2 separate regions of the Gasterosteus aculeatus genome follow, and region 1 is linked to region 2. A link is a contact called in public Hi-C data. All regions are on one chromosome and are shown on one strand. The core of a region is the stretch at or near the end of the contact, and the rest is flanking DNA. Distances in the headings are between cores, read along the strand shown. Region 1 holds the start of msi2b (musashi RNA-binding protein 2b). Region 2 overlaps msi2b (musashi RNA-binding protein 2b).

Region 1 (2,700 bases), core at 24-2,523, 200 kb after region 2:
CACACACACACACGGACACAACACATGCACGGCGGATTAACACGGGCAAAGTGAGCGATACCGTCACATGCACCGGGGAGGGGAAAAGTAGGAGGAAAAGCCCGGCGTTTTTACCTTGAGCGTTTTGTCGTGGGGTCTCTCATCACCATACATTCTCTTATTTCTCCGAATTTACTAAAATAGTCTCTAAGGCTGTCTGTGGATAGAGAACAAAAAACATGTCGGGGAAGGGGAGAGAGGGGGGGGGGGTGTTATTTGACAGAAACATATGGCTATGCTGTTGTCACTGCATTTCAAACAAGAACACACACACACACAGTAATACAACATTTAAAAAGAAAAACCCCGCGATGCGCATAGGGGTCGAATAGAGGACTTCATGTGGACGGAGATCAAGAATAACATGGTGCGCACACACACACACGCACACACACACACTAGTGAGATATCCCGTACAGTACACTGCTGCACGGTGCACATTCGCACATTACACCCGCCGCCGCCGCCGCGGCCACAAACGAGCACTCAGTCACAGCGACAAAACAACACGGAATACCGGGACACGGCGGAACAGAGAACAACAGTGTCTCACCTGGTGAGGTTTGCCAGCTGAGGCCACCGATAAACATTTTACTGTAAGGGGAAAACACAACAGAAGTGAGTCCAGATGTCAGTTCGGCCATTTTGACGACTAACTACTTCTAAAAGCGACCTTAAGGGATAAAAGCGAGACTGTGGAAACGCGCTGGCGCTTAGCAAATGTATAAATATAGATATAGTCTCGCTACATAAAAGGGGGGGGGGGGACACTCTCGCTACAAAAGCTGAAGGGGGGGCTTTCAACTGAACGTGGAAACGGACCCGTGCACGGTTTAAGTGCGTACTGTGGGGGGACGAATCCAGCACGGCAGTCGAAGTCCTCGCTTAAGATGTTGTAACGTGAAAGAAAGAAAGAAAAAAAAAGCAACAAAACAAAACAAACAAAAAAAAAAAAACGGACCGTAGAATACGTTTGGAAAGATTCTTACCCCGGGTCATGTTGTGAATCATTTAGGCTTCCGGATGTGGCTTGACTCCCGTCTGCTTCCATATCTATTTCAAACTATAGGCTGGGACTACAGTAACAGTGACAGACACACACAGATACGGGCAGGAGATATGCAAAGCCCCGCTATGAGAATATTACTGAGCCGGGAATGAAAGCGTCACACGTGGGATCAGCTCAGCCCCCTGCTCCCTCCCTCCCTCTCTCAGCACGCGCTACCTTGGCCCACAGGGGGCGGAGCCTGCCTCTGTCACCTAACCAATCCAATTGACGTCAATTCAGGCAATCTGCAAACCAATCCTCCGATTTGTCATTTAATTAAGCACTAAGCCACTGGAGGTGAAAGTGGCTTAATGCTCTTCTAAATCAATGGACACATAGCATTTAAATAAAAAAATAAATTAAAAAAAGCTCTGTCCAAGAAAGGGTCCTCTTAATTAGCGATGTTTGCTTATTATAATCCCGCCGACAGGTGAGCCTTTACAAAGATTACTTTGTACTAATTTAATAACTTGTTATTCCTCCGACGCGCAATATCGTCCCTCAGACAGAAGCGAAGATAATGGGTTAATTCCTCATACATGTTAATATTGAAACGATCCTGATTGTATATGGCTTGCAAGGGTTTTACAATTATTAAATATTTGAAATGAAATTCTGCACTTTATGACTTTAAAATGGTGATTCACACAGATGACACAGCATATTCACATTGGAGATGATTTTTATTAAGGTCATTTAACCCATCTTATCTTGGTGTACATTTAATGGTCCTTTCAGCTCTAAAAAGGATCAATGCAATGCTACAGCATCAACAATGCAATGTTATAATGTTAATATAAACAACAACATGTACATTTAAATATGTTTAAGTTACAGCTCAGAATATGCAGAGTATCAGAATTCGAAATGAGTTAAAAGGTGCCCAACACACATTAGGCATTGAGGTGAACCTTTATGAAAGCCAACAAAGAATAACCAGCAGACATCAATACAGTTATCTATACATGCAGTGGATTGATTAGCCATTTTTTAATGTAGATTACCTGTAATGAGCTGCAAGGGGGCAGAGCTGGCATGTTGAGATAATCTGCCTCTGCCCTCTGGTGACCCCGAGGAAGAAGACGAGGAAGGCAAAGAAAGGAATGTGTAAACAAACGTGCACAACATTTCACGGTGGGTTAATATATGTTTTCGGTACACATTTTCTTACACAGTGCTATCTATAGAATACAAGAAAAGGAAATCTCATGTACAAATTATGCTTTAAATTATGCATTATACATTTTCTTGCATCCGCGCCACATTTCCGCTCACAGAACTCGATAGACAAAAAGACAATACATTCTCTATAAATGCACTTTCCATTTGTCGTGGCACAAGAATAATTACAACAAAACGTCCCAAGCTCCGCGTGAAACGTGACTAGTGATCCTGTTTCATTATTCACAGTTTTCTTTTTTTAACAGGCCCGTCTGTGCTGACTGTTCGGGGCACTACCAGAGGGGATTTCTTATCTAGCCAAGCAGCATGTTTTTGAAACAATGACTAAGATAAACCACAAATAACATGACTTTTGACAGTTTAACAGCTAGGACTCTGTCATTAGTTTGGGGACACCCCACGTTGTGACTGTCTTTATCTGTGAAACAAAT
Region 2 (2,700 bases), core at 30-2,529:
CAACAGGCATCAGTACGACTCTTACTTGCTATATGACTCAAAAAAGAAGGAACATTTCGATCAAAAGAACACACTACTGGATTCTCGGTTGTCTCGAAGGACTTGGTTGATATTGTAAGTGCTCACTGATAAAAGCTTTTCATTTTGATTTGATACCAAGCGGCAGAAGAAAACAAATCCAGGATTTAGATTCAACACGATTTTTTGGAGAGCAAAATTAAGGTTGAATCCAGTATGATCTTCTGAATGTAATCTACATGCTTTGTGTAATATGCATAGGAATAACATTCACTTTGTATAATCATGCACAACACAAAACAAGCACACTGCTGGAAATATTTCCACCATGCTAATAAACTAGTAAGGTTGCAGTGTTAATGTTGCCATGCATAATGAAGGAGTACTTGTAAAACATCATTAGCTGTTGAATAAGAAGAGTAACACAGGATTATTATATTACCGACTTTAGATTTCACGTGATTGTTTTCAACCCATACATGAACTTGAGATATGCCACTTTATGCTTTCCTACATGACCTATGATTCATAGAGAACGGCGAGAAAGTACTAGAAATTCTCCATTATTTCAGCTGTGCTTCAGCTTCTATGTGCACTGTTGTAACTTCAGGCATAAACCAAAAGAGGGAATGTGAGACAAGGAGACATAAAGGGGAAATATAAAAGCATGACCCGACTTAATGTGCAAGGTCCAAACTTGGGACTAAGGGAAGGGGGAAAAATAAATACTGTACATGACTTACTACCTTTGCCCTGTGAGTAAGAGCGACTCCGACTAATAAAATGTCTTTTGAAAATCGAGATGCCAACTAAAGGCCAATAACACAATGCAGGAAAAAAAAAAACAGTCGGGGCGGGAAAAGAAAAACGCAGCGATCTCTTAACAGCAATCTCCTCGTCTGTCAGCTTCACGTAACCCTTCGTCTCACCCTCATTCAAACCCAAGACCGTGAAAAAAAAAACCTGTATTAAAAAGAAGAGAAATCTACCGACCACAGGAAAATGCTCCATCTTGTGTACATATGAGCTCATGAGCCCGATGATGCATGAGAGGAAGGCCTTGTAGAACAAGTAAGGAAATACAGAGTGCCACTGCAGTACATCCAATGCATTGACACGCACAGTACACAAACTGTTGCATTGTCACCGGGTTCAACGTGTCACTGCTCCTATCAAAGCTGTATTAGACACGCTAGGTCCAACAGAAGCACCTAAAAACATACAAAGCACTCTGCAAAGATGAGCCATCTCACTAAGCACACATCTGGTGCGTTTGACAATGCTGTTTTACTGAGAGGACTTTACACTGTGAGCAGCGAGTGCTCTTATCTCGCATGCACAGCCCCCAGTGCTTATTATATAAATTAAGGACTTTTTCAGTCCAAATGGCAATCCTCATTTTCTATGACCGGTGATGTTTCACTAAGTGTGGCTGACCCCTCTGCCTGTGAAACTGGTTTATCTAATTTGATCTAAAACGATGAGAAAATGGTTTTGCATTGTCTTTGGGAGGCAAACAATCTCAAGTGCAGCGTGGGTCAGATTGTTGTAGCGTGTCAATATTCATATCCTATTTTACATGAGTAATCACATGGCTAAATCGTTCTCATGCTTCGGTCTTCTGGTACTTGCAGAAACGTTAGAGGGGGCTTCTGTGTGTGAAGTACTCAGAGAAAAAAAGGGACGACTTGAATGAACAACCGTCTAACTCTTTGCTGAACACGGTGCTACTTTGCCAGCATGTGACTTCCAGGTTTGATTTGCTTCATTTTTATTCACTTAAATGTTGTGCTGAAATACTGAAGCAGACACCGCGCACAAGGAAAAAGCATTTATCACGGAGATATTAGTCCTCAACATGCATATATCCTGTTCTCCCTCTCAGGCTAGCAATCTGCGTGGCACGATCTCCACCTGTGGACCGAGCGCTTTGCGAGGAGCGGGGCGGCTCCCCGCGGTATTTGCACGGTAATGGAATGACAAATGAAACACGGGTAATCTGCGACCTGCGGCTGGTAATCATCGTCGTAAGGCCTCAGAACGGAGACCCAAAAAAACAATTATACTTCCTGAAAAACATTCTCCTTATCAACTTAAAACTAAAAAAAACGGTATCATTGTGATTCCATTTACTTTAATGTGCTCTCTGATTCTCATATCATTAGGGTTAGGCTTTGCTACAAATATGAATTCTATTTTACGGGCACAGAAATTGTGTTGACTCGCTCAGGATTCAAACGTGTCCTCTCGGGTAAGAGAAACCTGTGCTTTGCCGACCAAACTCAACCCCAAAACATCAGACTTACAGAAACTGCCGCTAAAGAGCCGTGAGTGATTTATACTTTCTACTCTCATGCGGTCTTGGCTGTCGATAAAAGTTAACACTGCTTAGCAGATCTGTAGAAAGTGAAGCGCGTAGTGAACTATGTCCGCAGGGCTATCACACTCGCACAAGCGTGCCGACGCCGACGCTAAGACAGCAGGCCGACGAGAAACCCCTCAGAAAAAAATCACTTCTGTGCAGTGACAACCTGTCTGCGGTTCCTGCAGTTCGCTGTGCTGAAGTTCAGACAGACAGACTGTCGGAAATGCCAACATCTGCCCCGGGTAGCTGGCCAACACTTTAAACCATTTAGGGGGGAGAGTTACACCCACACTCACTGTATTAGGCCAAAAGGGTGT

Evidence for each region. A called contact is a pair of places that touch in the nucleus more often than the background predicts.
Region 1: a Hi-C map of skeletal muscle shows a contact between it and region 2, with 5 times the contacts expected there. The contact joins the promoter of msi2b here to the enhancer-like site in region 2. A contact is called at or near these places in 3 of 6 Hi-C or Micro-C datasets (skeletal muscle and tail fin).

What each region holds. Positions count from the first base shown.
Region 1 is chr7:19,598,577-19,601,276 of fGasAcu3.hap1.1, forward strand. It overlaps msi2b (musashi RNA-binding protein 2b), which reads right to left and starts at 1,274. Exons shown (of 14, transcript XM_078107409.1): 1 at 1,029-1,274; 2 at 593-633; 3 at 115-196. The coding sequence starts at 1,090.
Region 2 is chr7:19,403,557-19,406,256 of fGasAcu3.hap1.1, forward strand. All of the region lies in intron 11 of msi2b (musashi RNA-binding protein 2b), which reads right to left. Among protein-coding and RNA genes, the nearest start is that of LOC144410425, 26 kb to the right of the region's middle. Within about 2 kb of position 1,280, at least 1 of the 9 cell types and tissues checked has open chromatin away from gene starts, as enhancers often do.